Regions from separate parts of the Sus scrofa genome. Here region 2 is linked to region 1. The links are chromatin contacts, called in public HiChIP or PLAC-seq maps. All regions are on one chromosome and are shown on one strand. The core of a region is the stretch at or near the end of the contact, and the rest is flanking DNA. Distances in the headings are between cores, read along the strand shown.

What was found. HiChIP or PLAC-seq counts read pairs in DNA pulled down with a chosen protein or histone mark.
Region 2: an H3K27ac HiChIP or PLAC-seq map of skeletal muscle shows a contact between it and region 1, with 3 times the contacts expected there. The contact joins two enhancer-like sites. A contact is called at or near these places in 2 of 2 datasets of contacts at active chromatin or transcription factors (alveolar macrophages and skeletal muscle).

The regions. Positions count from the first base shown.
Region 1 is chr1:29,415,980-29,423,148 of Sscrofa11.1, forward strand. No RefSeq gene overlaps it. Among named protein-coding and RNA genes, the nearest start is that of SGK1, 330 kb to the right of the region's middle. Within about 2 kb of position 2,457, at least 2 of the 83 cell types and tissues checked have an H3K27ac peak or open chromatin away from gene starts, as enhancers often do. A contact at or near this core is called in skeletal muscle, where this site is marked.
Region 2 is chr1:29,697,658-29,704,826 of Sscrofa11.1, forward strand. It overlaps a transcript of SGK1 not described here. Among named protein-coding and RNA genes, the nearest start is that of SGK1, 47 kb to the right of the region's middle. Within about 2 kb of position 4,389, at least 15 of the 83 cell types and tissues checked have an H3K27ac peak or open chromatin away from gene starts, as enhancers often do. A contact at or near this core is called in skeletal muscle, where this site is marked.

The DNA of each region.
Region 1 (7,169 bases), core at 1,207-3,706:
CCTTTTGTCTGTAATTTGTGTTAACATATCTTTCACATCTGGCACAAAATTAAACAAGACTAGTGTATACTCACATAACTTAAAATTCTCCATGAGTATGTTCTAGGTTAATGAGCATTTGTTACTCTATCAGGAGTTTCATGATAGAAAATAACATTAAGGAGTTCCTGTCATGGCTCAGTGGTTAACGAATCTGACTAGGAACCACAAGGTTGCAGGTTCAATCCCTGGCCTCACTCAGCGGGTTAAGGATTTGGTGTTGCCGTGAGCTGCAGTGTAGGTCACACACACAGATTGGATCTGGCATTGCTGTGGCTCTGGCGTAGGCAGATGGCTGCAGCTCCGATTAGATTCCTAGCCTGGGAACCTCCATATGCTGCGGGTGAGGCCCTGGAAAAGACAAAAAAAAAAAAAAAAAAGACAAAGAAAATAACATTAAAAACAATAAAAGATAGAAAAATGAAATTAACTCTCAATCCACTACTGCAATACCAGCTGTATTTCCTTTTCCAGATTTTGTTCATTTGCTGCTGTGTCTCACTTTATGATGGTGAAACTGTTTACTCATAACAAGAGAGGTAGTGAAATTGACTGTCTTTATCCCTAACATAACAATAATTATTCTGTTATAATTAAGTAAGAACTGCTGGTTTGTAGATGGCTCTATCATGGTACATGGACAATTGCTTTCCCTGACTCTGAGCTCCTCAAAGTAAAGACCATCCTGTTTAGGTTCTCGCACAGAAAGCCTGATTAAATCCAGCAAAATGGTCTGGAGTTTACTGTCTTCTGCTCCATCCAGCTGACTAAATGATAAAGGGTAACAGCTGCAGTACTTTCTTTGTGTGTGTCCTGATGTATCTGTGTTTTAATTGCCAAGTTAGACACTAATCTCTCTAGTGAGTTGGACAGGAAGTAGGTTGTTACGTCATGGAAAAAATAATCTACGTCTCTGCATACAGATTTTAAAGAAATTAAACCCTGGCTATTTATTACTAATATGTTTTTGAGATTAAGTCATCATTATTGGAAAGGAATGTTTTACTACTTACTCCACTAATATTTGGATGCAGCTACATTCGGAGTCTAGTTATATGGATTGTGTGTAATGGTTCACTTGCTACCGATAAGTCATTATCCCCAATGAACCAGATTTGCCTGCCTGGGGGAAATGTTCTGGGATGTACTACATTTATTTAGAAGGTTTTGGTTTGTTTAATAGCCCTTTTTAGCAAAACCTGAAACTTGAAAGTTGTCCAAATTCACTACCAGAATGTAGCTAGAGCTCCTATTTGGTGATGAAAGTATGAAAAGATCTTGATTCCTAATGATCTTCTATGTCTCAATTTATATAAAGTTGCAAGTACATCATGACCTTTGCTTATGAGTTACAGAAGCTGAAACAAAATTAGATAATGTTGCATTCAGCAGTTGAATACATGCTATAAAAATAAAGCCAAATTCTAAGAAAACCAAAAATTAATTAAAATGCTTGATGTAATTTCATCACAGTGAAGGTCCAATACCATTGTATCTGCCAAAAAGTTTATTTTACAGCAAAAATGATTTTTGTGATATTTTTAAGAAGCTAAAATTTATTTTCATCATTTCAGCTTTTATCCCTTTAACTGATATTCCCATGTGATGCTTATTCAAGAGTCAAAACAAAAATAGTCTACATGGGAAGAAATTGTTTTTATTGTCGTAATGGTCTCCACTAAAGATTAAAATGCTCATTATTTTAATCTAAAGTTTTAGAAGGAGATCAGAATTTTATAAAAAAATATTTTCCCCATGAATTATTTTTTCTTATGCCTTGCTTTTTTAAAAAGTAAATACTCTCTAACTCTGAAAATTTTTTTCTCTCCATAATAATAATAATTGCTAATGAACAGGAGGGAAGGGGGCAGGGGACAACTTTTAAGAGAATGACATTAATTAAGACAGTGGATTCAAGTCCCAACATGGATTTTGGCTGCATTAGAGTCCCAGCTCATGGGTTCAAGTTCCAATCTGAGTTGTGCAGTTTCAGCAATACTAAATGAAATTTATAGTGGAAAAATTTCCACAAAGGTTATCTCAGTATATTTTTATAAAGTCTTTTGAGGTAGCAGTTATTGTTTTATTTGTTGATGGGTCAGGATATTGAAGCCCAAATCCATGAAAAGTCTTTTTAATTCTTATAACAAGTCTATGGAAAACCCATAATTTGAGTTTGTGGCTGGCTTCCCAGTGTACTGTTCTTTTCATCAGCCTTGTATATCATGTGTTGATGGCAATGGAACAATGATTGAAAGTTCCCAAAAAGTTACCTTAAAGTCTTTTTACTGCTTCAGCCAAAGTATTTTGTCATAGTCAGATGTGGTGATTTGTGCTCACGTTCTTACTCTGCCTTGGTCCCCCAGCAGCTTTGCTTGGCACAGTTTTAAAGCTCTTGCTTATAAATGGAAACATGTGCCCTCTCCCATCTCCTGTGTCCACTCTCCCCTCATGCTGTATCCTCCCTCTCACCCAGATACTGCTACATTTAATGAGCTTACAATTATTTTTAAACTTCTTCCCATGAGGTGGTATCTTCATGCCAGCTGGAAGAAAGAATGTAATCCATCTTGCAGAGGCTAAACCATGGGTCATGGGAAGAGCAAGGGGATGGTAAGAAGGGGATATTTGATGGAACGTTCCATAGAAATGTCAAACTCAGTATCACATTTCTATCCAACTCCAGATTTTACAGATGCAAATGTTTGTGCTAGAACCAATAAGAGAAATCAGTTTGAGTTTGGAGAAAATGTTTCTCTCGGATTAACAAAGAAAGAGAGAGAGTGAGAGCAAGAGAGAGAAATGGAAGAATAGAGAAGAAATGGAGGAAGGAAAGAAAAAGACAGAGGGAAGAAAAAAAAGGAAAGAAGAAGAAAAGAAAGGGCAGGGCTTTTTGTGCATGCATGTTTTCCTGGTTAGAGAATCAATAAATCCCATCTGGCTAGTGGACTTTATTTGCAAATTCATATCAGAGGTTATTAATGGGTGAATAATGCTATGATCAAAGAACTAGAAAAGAGTATACATATATATATATATTTCTGTTGAAGAATAACCAAACTGCATGTGAAAGAACAATGTAGATAACTATCCAGTACCATGTGGTTGTTAGGAAGAGTTGCTTGAGGTTCCATCAAGGAAGGAGCATCACACGCCTTGGCCCTCTGGCATGCTCATCTCAGTAAGCATCGCTACCAGCTACTTAGGTCCAAGCCTGGGACCCACCAATGCTTTATACTTTCTTCTTTTAAAGAGAAGAGGGGGATAAGAGAAAGAAACCTCCTGACTGGTTGGGAGGTGGGAGGGTAAACCAACCAGTCCTCTTCATCGCTCCCTCTCATCTTTCTTCACTGCAGCTGTCTGACACATTATGTTGTGCCAGCGTAATAGCAACAGTAGCTTGACTCTTCCTTTCTTCCTAATCTAGCTATCAGGATCTTTCCAAAACACAAAATCCTTTTGCTTAAGGAGCTTAAAATCCTTGAATGCCCTGCCTTTGCCTCAGCATAAAATTCAAAGGCCTTCACCAAGCATATAGAGCCTTTTATGAGTTGACCCCTATTTAACTCGCAAGTCTCCCCTTCACCACTCAACCTACCTATTGAACAAATTTCCATGCAGTTCCAGAGAAGGCTGCACATCTCGTGATGCCATGTCTGTGCTCTAGCTGCTTCTTCCGCAGGATCATCTCCCCTGCTATTTCACTTGGCTGGCTGGGTGCAGACCTCATCTCTTTCAAAAGTTCACCTGCTCCAGCCTCCTCCTGGTGCCAGAATCTGTTTTAGATGTCTCTTCTGGGGCTCACTCCCATCTCACACTCTACTTCCCTGTATCCTGGCAACTATCAGAATCTGTTCACTTTTCTGTCTCCACACTAGACTTTGAACTCCTTCCCGGTACGCACCTAATATATTCCGGGCACAGGGAGGTGCTCACTTCAGTAAATCCTGGTTTAATGACTTAAAGGATTAATGAATTAAAAAATAACATGGTAACTGAAAGAAACAAAAAAGAGACAAGTCCATGAAGTTTGGGATGGGTGGTAGTGATGGTAGAGCTGTTTCTCTGTAGCATTACCTAAGATGGATAAAATGGCAAGAATCCAGAACTGGACTGGGTTCTAGTCTAACTTTGATCCTAGCAGTGTGCCCTTGGGCACTTAACTTCTCTGGACCACAATGATTTTTCTATATATACTATGAACCTCATAGGCTTTTTTTTTTTTGTGAGTTTTACCTGAAAACTGGATTCACCTCATGATGGGTGTCAAGCCAATAGACACAACCTAATGTCTTTGCAGTTAATGTCTTCCTTAAATCTCTGATCCCAGAGATCACTGTTCATTCTGACACTAGGTCTTTGCCTTTTTAAGAGTTTAATGTAAAAAAAGTAATACTATAAATAGTCTTTTGGTTTGACTTATTTCCTTTAGACTGTTTTTAGGTTTATTTATGCTCTGTATATTGTGTTCCATGATGATGCTTCTGGTATTTCACAGTATGAATTCACCAACTGATAGACATTCAGTTGTTTCTACTTTTATTGTTTATGAATAATGCTGCTATAACATTCATATAAAAGTCTCTATGTGGATATCTATTTAATTTCTCACTTCAATATATAGAAATGGGATTGCTGAGTTGGATGATAAAAGTACGTTTAAACTTGACACTGCCATACTGTTTTCCAAAGGGACCATAATAGTTTGGTCCACTAATACTATATGAAAGTCCAGTTGCTCCACATTTTTCATTGGCACCTGATATTGTCAATGCTTTTAATTTTGGCCATTTTAGTGAGTATGTAATAGGATCTCTTTGTGGTTTTAGTTTGCATTCTTCTGATGACTAGAGATATTGAGTATACTTTTATATGTTTATTTGCCATCTGTATATCTCCTTGTGTGAAGAATTTGTTCAAATCTTTTGCCAAATTTTTTTATTGTGTTTGTCTGCTTATATAGGATTGTAAGAATTCTTTATAGATTCTGGACACAAGTCCTTTGACAGACATATGCTTTACAAGTATTTTCTCTCAATTTACAGCTTGCCTTTTTATTTCTTTCAGTCTGTGTATCTAAGAACCTAAGTTTTTAATTTTGCTAATGTCCTTTAGCAATATTGTCTTTTATCATCAGTGCTTTCTGTGCCCTTTGGATTAATCTTTGATCAAATCACAGAATTTTTCTCCTGTACATTTATCTGTGAATTTTTGCTTGTGATACATGGTGAGGGTCAAGGTTAATTTTTTTACCTTTAATTATTTTTTTTTTTTTGGACATGCCCACTCCATGTGGAAGTTCCTAGGTCAGGGATCGAACGTGTGCCACATCAGTGACCCAAGCCACTGCAGTGACAACACCAGATGCTTAACCCACTGAGATACAGGAGAACTCCAAGGTTATTTTTTAAAAATCCATACAGATATACAATTATTTCAGTGCATCATTTTAAAAGACTATCCTTCCCATATTGAATTACCTTGGCACATTTTTAAAAAACCTATACTGATGGTGTAAGTATGGATCTATATCTGTATTAAATTTTATTGATCTAATTGTCTATCTTTATCCATTACCATAACGTCTTGAAGATTGTAGCTTTGTAATAAATTTTGAAATTGGGTAGTGCAAGTCCTCCAACTTTGTTCTTCATTTTCAAAATTATTACTGCCATTCTATGCCTTTGCTTGTAAATTTCAAAAGCAGATTATCAATTTCTTTAGGCAAGAGTTTTAGAATTTTAATTGATATTGCATTGAGTGTATAGATCAATTAATGGTGAATTGCCATCATTTTTTTTTCTTTTTGGCTTTTTAGGGTCACACCACAGCATATGGAAGTATGCAGGCTAGGGGGCAAATCAAAGTTACAGCTGCTGGCCTACACCACAGCCAAAGACACTTGGAATCCAAGCCACAGCTGCGACCGACACCACAGCTCATGGCAATGCCAGATCTTTAGCCCACTGAGCGAGGCCAGGATCGAACACACATCCTCATGGATCCTAGTCGGGTTCTTTAACTGCTAAGATGCAAAGGGGACTCCCAGTGAATTGCCATCTTAACAATATTGAATCTTCAAATTCATGAACAGGTGTACCTCTTCATTTATTTAGATCTGCTTTTATTTCTCTTAGCAAATTTTTATAATTTTGAGTATAGAAGTCTCATTCACCTTTAAATAAATTTGAATCCCCCCAGTATTCCTATGCTATTTATAGGTAAAACAGTTAATATTTTTTTCCAATTGTTCATTATTAGTATATAGAAGTATAGTTGATTTGGTTTACTAACCTTGAATCTTGCCTTCTTGTTATACTACTTCTAGTAATTTTTTATGGACTATTTAGAATTCTCTATGTTTACAGTCATTTTATACATAAAGAGAATTTTGCTATGTGCCTTTTATTTTTTTATTTATTTATTATTTATTTATTTTTATATATAGTGCTTTTTATTTTTTTTTTCCATTATACCTGGTTTACAGTGTTCTGTCAATTTTCTACTGTACAGGATGGTGAGCCAGTTACGCATACATGTATATGTTCTTTTTTCTCACATCATGCTCCATCATAAGTGACCAGACATACTTCCCAGTGCTACACAACAGGATCTCATTGCTAACTAAGTGCCTTTTATTATTTTTTTCTTGCCTTCGCATTGGTAAAGAGTCCAGTGAAATGCTGAATAGACACAGTAAAAGTGAATATCCTTGCCTTGTTTTTTTTTATCTTAAGAGAAAGCATATTTCAGCATTGAATATGATGTTATTTGTAAGCATTTGTTGATGTTCTGAAATCCGATTTTGAAAGATCAACTTTTCTCACTAATTTGCTGAGTTTTTATCATAAAGAGTTGTTGAAATTTTATGAAGTGATTTTTACATCAATATTGAAATAATCATATGCTTTTTTCATTTTGTTCTATTAATGGTAACATACATTGACTTATTTTCGAATGTTAAACTCCACTTGCTATAAAGTATTATTTTTACATATTGAAGAATTCAATTTACCAAAATTATATTCAAGAATTTACCATTCATGTTCTTGTGGTCTATCAATTTGATATCTTTTCTTGTGATGTCTTGTGTTTTGGTAGCAAGATAATGCTAACTTTGTTAAATCTTG
Region 2 (7,169 bases), core at 3,139-5,638, 280 kb after region 1:
TGGCGTTGGAACTCAGTTCAGAGCCCAGCACTCACACTTACCAACTGTAACCAAGTGTCTCCATCTATAAAATGGACACTAGCACAAACTGAACAGGGTTGCTGTACAGTTTCAAGGAGAGAATATATAGACAATGACTATATGTCTCTCTGCTTCCATCCCCAACCCCTCCCAAGTTCCCCAAGCCTAAAAGAAACCAAACAGGTCCACACCGTGAGAAGCCCATGGTGATTCTGAATCATGTGTCATGTGCTCCATCTCCTACTTCTCTTCACCTCATACTGTGTGTCCGTAGGATGTACTACACATATTAATCACAAGCCTGTGTCTTGTGTCTTTGTTTGGCAAAAAGAGAATTGAAAGAGGAAGTGGAGGTTGCAAAGCAAGTACCTTATTGAATGAGCTTGCATCAGTGTAACTTTAGTAAAACAAGTGAGCTTTTACTGCTCAAGGGATTTTGGCCACCTATTTCTAGTCTCATTTCCAAATCTCTTGAACAAAACCAGTGGGAAAACTGGAGGAAAGATCTTCGATTTTGCCTTTCTCTGTTGCAAATCTTTTAGTATTCCCACCCCCAACTCTTAAGGTTAGATCTCCCCTAAATACGTACCATGGACAAAAACATAGACGATTTGCTCAATCCACACTCTGTCCTGGAATGTTCTCTCCGAAAAATAATTCCACTGACATTTTTTTCTTGTTGAAAAAAATTGCAGGGAGTTCCCATTGTGGCGCAGCAGAAACACATCCAACTAGTATCCATGAGGATGCGGATTCGATCCCTGGCCTCCCTTAGTGGGTTAAGGATCCAGCACTGCTGTGAACTGTGGTGTAGGCTGCAGACATGGTTCAGATCCTGTGTGGCTGTGGCTGTGGTGTAGGCCAGCAGCTGCAGCTGTAATTTGACCTCTAGCCTGGAACTTCCATACGCCGTGAGTGCGGCCCTAAAAAGACCAAAAAAAAAAAAAAAAAAAAAGAAAAAAATTGCAGCTCCCTCTGGAAGTTCAGATTCTCTGTATAATCTCAAGATCATCTCAAGCGGGTATGTCTTTATCTTTAATTCTAGGAGATATGAGTCTGCCTGGAAGACTAAACTACTAGGGCCTAAAACATAAGTAAAACTACAACTCCTAGAGGTTTTTTTTTTTATTGTTGTTTAGTTTTCTCACTCAATTTTATTATTTTAAACTTTAATCTCACCAAAACAATTTTTTTTCACCCATGAAGAAAAAAAGACAACAGTGTTTTTCAACATAAATAATAATTATCTACATATTGATGAGCAGCATCTTATGCTTTCTGCGAATAAGCCAAAGGATTTCTTTGTGCAGGGTTAATGAATAATATAGATTAGAAAACCACAAGCAATTTAATTTCTTCAATGGTAATACTTTCATTACTGTACATAGAATGAAAAATAACAAGGCCATAACTTGGCTATAATGAATTTCCCCAATGACACTTTTGTAATTTACTTTTAATGTGCCTCCATTCAGACGATTCAGAAATAAAACTTAATCATTAGTATACTAAAGATGCCATGTATCTTTTTTTTGAAGAAGTAGTTTGCTTTTTTTTTATTACTCAAATGAATTTATCACCTCTGTAGTTGTATAATGATCATAACAATCTAATTTCACAGGATTTCCATCCCACAACCCAAAAGATGCCATGTATTCTTTATCATTCTCATACTGTGATCCATTGTTATTGATTCTACATTTCCTATACCAGAAGCCAAATACCAAACAGGGAAATATATCAATAATGACACGTTTAAGTATTTTTTATTTGGAAGACTTGAGAATCTTTTTAAGAATCTTTTTTTGTTCTTTTGCTTTTCAAATCCCTAGTTGAAATACCTATTCAAACTGTCACTCTGTAATCTAGTTCATACTCAAGGACAGATGGCCGTTTTGAAGATAAAAAAAAATCTAAATGTTGGAAGAGGTATAAAGCAACATTGGATACATGTCACTGGTTCAAAATAGCTCTACCACTGGCCCAAACCACCTATCTCTGTCACTCTTATTCCTTATTTCAAAGTTGCATTTCAACATTGAGTCGGAAAGACATCTAGGTCAGCCATCCATCCTGACTCCGCTCAGGGCTGCCCGAGCCCCAGCATCACAGCAGGCACTCCAGCTCGCTCGACCCCTGTCACACTTTCATCCCACTCATCTCTGGTCTGTTGTTTATCTCACTTGGTGACACCATTAACCCCTTGCTTTCCCTGGGACACAGCATCCTCTGGGACTGTAGTCAGTAAATGTTACTACCTTGACTCAACTTTTCCTCAAAACCCTCCCTCTGCCCTCTCACTTGGTTATGCACGTTGGCAATACGTGCCCTATATTAAACAGGCTTTGTCGGCCAACTGCGGTTTGACAATAGCCAGGTTAGATTTCTCAGCATCTCCATCTGGGCAACATACTCTGTGAATTCCCTGCAGCGAAGAGCCTCAGCTTTACCCAGATACCTTGAACCAAAAACATCCTATAAAGAAATACCTTGGCGTTCCCATTGTGGCTCAGTGGTAATGACCCTGACTAGTATCCAGAGGTTGCGGGTTTGATCCCTGGCCTTGCTCAGTGGGTCAGGGATCTGGCATTGCTGTGAGGTTTGGTGTAGGTTGCAGACAGGGCTCAAATCCCACATTGCTGTGGCTGTGGCATAGGCCACAACTGCAGCTCCAATTTGACCCCAAGCCTGGGAACTTCCATATGCCATGGGTGCAGCCCTTAAAAGAAAAAAAAAAAAAAAAAAAAAAAATATATATATATATATATATATATATATCTTTAGGGAGTTCCCTTGTGGCACAGTGGGTTAAGGATCTGGCATGGCCACTACTGTGGCTCAGGTCACTGCTATGGCTCAGGTTCGATCCCTGGCCTGGGAATTTCCACAGGCTAGGGACGCAGCCAAAAAAAAGAAAAAAAGAAAGAAAGAATGAAAAGAAATATCTTTAGGAAAGTGCTGCCTTACTTGAGACTTGGCTTCTTACTAAAAATGACAGTTTGCCCAGCACCCCACAGAAGAAATGGTCTCTTCAGGCTTCTCTCCCTGCAGGCCAAGAGCTTGCCTGACACTCTCTGAGAATTTTACCATCTTGACTCAACCACAGCCTTTACTGTCATCACCTCCTAACCTCTAAGATACTTTTCCCCATTCTTTCATCACTTTGGTGGCTGATGCAATGATTTTCTTCCCTACTCTGTCACAAGCAATCACTCTGGGCAAATACACTATTCACACTCATGATTCCGCTAATAACAGTAATGGTGGAAGTAATGATGGCTAATACATGCTTTGTGAATGTCCACTGTGCAGCTATAAGGATCTTTAACACTGGCGTGTTATCTCATTTATTCATTACATGCTCTATGAGCAAGAAGGGTCATTACTTTCACTTTGTTGATGAGGAGAACAACATTATGTAACAAGTCCAAGGATATACAGGATATGAAGTGGTGGAACCAGGATTCAGAGCCATATTTAGCCAACGTACAATGTCGCTCTTCCAACTCTTACCTCTGTCCTTCTACTCCACATCAACTTACAGGCATGTTTGTCTGTTGGGTTTTAGGAGTAGCCTCAACTTCTCCTTCTCCAAGTTTGTATACTCTGCTGTATCCTCTTGACTAAGGCTCTCAGCCCCCATCTCCTTCCTCACTTTCATGGCCATGCCCTTCTCCTTCCCATGCCCTCCAGGCTTTTCTGCATGGTGAAGACCCTTCTTCACCTGCTTCTGAAGCAGCATCCTCTCTCCATCGACCAGAGATTCCCACCATGTGTTTAATGTGGGGCGGACCCCACAAGCTGGGCAGGGTTTGTAGACAGTTTAGAGCAGAGGCGACACTGGCAGGATTGTGAAACACGGGTACCATCATTTGAGAGGGCGTTTGTGCGTGTAACCTTTTGTCACAGCGATCTGGTGCCATCAGGCAACAAGCTATGTCAGAACAGCTTCATGTTTGCTGCCATTCCTTCTTCCACAGTAGTCCTTTCTCTCTGTGCCCAGAACCATTCTGTAAAATCACAAACTGATGGGATGTTGAGATTAGAAGGGGCCATAAAATTCATACAGCCCAACCCTTTCAGTTTACATATAAAGAACAGAGGCTTGAAGAAGCCCATAAACTGACATGATCAAAAGGAACTACTAAAAGATTAGATAAAGCTAACAGAATCTGCTGACGTCCTTTTTAAAAGGGATTTACTTCACGGCTCTATTCCTTATTTCTTATCTGCCGCGCTCTTGCGGTTTTAGATCCAATTCGGAGCACGTATATTTCTCTGGCTCACTGGCTGGTTGAAAAGCTCATGTGTTATCAGAGGGAAGGAGGGTGCATTGCTTTTCACAGCAGCACAATGAGGCTCTTTCTGTCGGGTGGGACACTTGGTCCAGATTTCCTTTGCACCAGATGGCTGTCCTCCAGAGGCCCCAAAGCTCCTGGGATCATTAGGATTCCAGATGTGCTTGCTACTGTCGAGCTGGGGTAAAGTGACCACAGCTGTCTTCTTGCCAAGTATGTGTTCAGCTTTTAGACTATATTCAGATCTGTTGTTTGGCATATGCTCCTAATGTATATGGGATAGTTTTTACTTTCCATTATGACCCTCAAAATAGGCATTGGGCAGCGTTAAAATAAACTAAAGTTTAAGCAGTCTAAAAAAAGCCCCGCTGTATGGCTGGTGTGTTCTAGAAATGTATCCGTGAGTATCTTAGACAATCTAATTCCCAGGTCCCAGCGTTCCAAGGCATCTCCTTTCTTAATACATCGAACTTGTTCTGAATTCAATTATACTCTTTCCAGTTTGCAAAATAACTCATTTTGTATGTTCGTCAGTAAGATGTACTTTGATATTAGGAAAAAAAATTTACTTTAATGTGCTCCATGTTGAAGACCCTTATTAAGGCTGGTCTACCTTATTTCCCAGTTGTACTAATTAAAACTACTAATTATTTCCATGCTAGTATCTCAGGATCATCTTTTGATGCATAAAAGTTTTGAGGGAATTAAAAAAAAAAAACTGACTGACTTTGGGAATCATGTGAGAGAACTGATATCTTCAGTCCTAATTTTAAAAGTGTTTCTATGTCCGTTCATTTGACTTTCGTTCCTACTTCTTCAATTTTAGGGCTGATCTGGATTTCTGTCATGTGGGAAGCAGTTGCCAGAATCCCCCTTTTTTTATGTAGCAGTTGGTGTAATTAAGGCTGAAAAGTAACTTACCTCACTCCTGAAGCTAATAGGCATCTCAAAAGCAGTTTTCATATCTAATTCTTGTCATTTACGAAGGAGTTAAACCAGTTTTCCAAGATCCTTCTGACTTCTAAAGTCAATGATTCTCTAAGACCTTATGATCACTTTCCTAATTCTTGAATCAATCCATTTGTTGCTCTCATGAGCAATAATCCAGGTGTGCTTAGGCAGGAAGTTGGTTATTTACTTTTCTATGCAAAAGGTGGGAGAATGGAAGAAAGATTATCCTTCCAGCTGGAAGGCAATCCTTTTCCAGAGATACAGAAAATCCTTTTAAATTTTTCTGGATTCCAGAACAATTACACTCTATATAAAGAATAATTAAGTCACATAAACGGAGGGAGCCTTCGCATTAGGGAGATTTCTACTCACACATTTACAGGTACAAAATTTTGTGAGTTACATGAATTATGTACAGTATATTATTCTCAATGGCAAGTTTATTCTCTTAGATTCTCTGGGATTGCAAACAAGTAACTTATTTACTCCCTTCATTATACCTTTGCTTGAGAGAAGAAACTATTTTGGTGGCAAGCAGTTTCAGTAGATTCAGACTATGCAATAGGACATTAAAAAAAAAACTAAAGTTAGTCGGAAACAAAATATTAAAAAACAAAAAACTTTGTAACGAGTAAGTGTGTATATAACTGGAATTGAGCTTATTTTACAAAAAATAAGGCCAATGAAAATGAATTCCACCAGTGGAATGCAGTCACTCAACAATGATTTTATTTATAAATAGTATAGCAAAATAAATAAATAAATAAATAAATAAATAATATAACAGCATCTCTGGAGATGCCTGTTGTGGGTGTTTGTTGTTCAACTGTAATGTGGGAGGTAGGGAAACTGAAAATAGCAGCAGCAGCCTTTACCTGAATCCCATTAGCACTTGGGAGTCAATATCCTCTAAATTTTTGGAAAGGAAAAACTGAAGGCAAAAGGTAGTAGACCATTCCAGGACTTCCCATCATGGCTCAGTGATTAAAGAACCTGACTAGTATCCATGAGGATGTCAGTTCAATCTCTGGCCTTGCTCAGTGGGTTAAGGATCCATTGTTGCCGTGAGCTGTGGTGGAGCTGGCAGACACAGCTCGGATCCAGCATTGCAGTGATTTTGGCAAAGGCCGGCAGCTACAGCTCCAATTGGACCCCTAGCCTGGGAACCTCCATGTGCTTCGGGTGCAGCCCTAAAAAGGCCAAAAAAAAAAAAAAAATTCCATTCTGCAATTTGTATAATTGTCTTAAACAACCTTTAACATTCAATATTTAGATTATGACTATTTCAGATATTTGAGTTGTTGGCAAGCTACCCCAAAATAGTCATTTCTCAGTGATTTTTTTAAAAATCACTTATCTAGTGCTATTGAAAAGAAACAACAAACTCTGGGGACGAAGCGTAGAAACTATTATAGGAAGAGAAAGTACCCAATAGTATGTAAAATGAGTTGGAACTGAGTCATAGGTAAATTTGTTTCAACTTCTTCACTCTTCAATTCTAGTTCCTGGAATCTCCCCTTCATACCTGATTCATAATCTATTTTGGGACAAACCTGCCAGTACTACAACCCTTTCACTCTGTATTGCAATGCACACAGAAAAGTCAGAAACTAATGGACTAATCAGATAATACCAACTAAGGAGCTTTACATACATGTGGCCCTCTGTTGTCACTGAGCATCTGGCCTCCAAGTCAAGGCAGACCTAAACTTTCTGCATTTTAAAGTTGTGTTTCTTTTTTTAAAATTTATTTTATTTTGTATTTTTTTTGGGGGGGTGGGCTTTTAGAGCCACACCTGTGGCATATGGAGATTCCAGGGTAAGGGTCAAATCAGAGCTACAGCTGGCCCATGCCACAGACACAGCAATGCAGGATCTGAGCCAAGTCTTCGACCTACA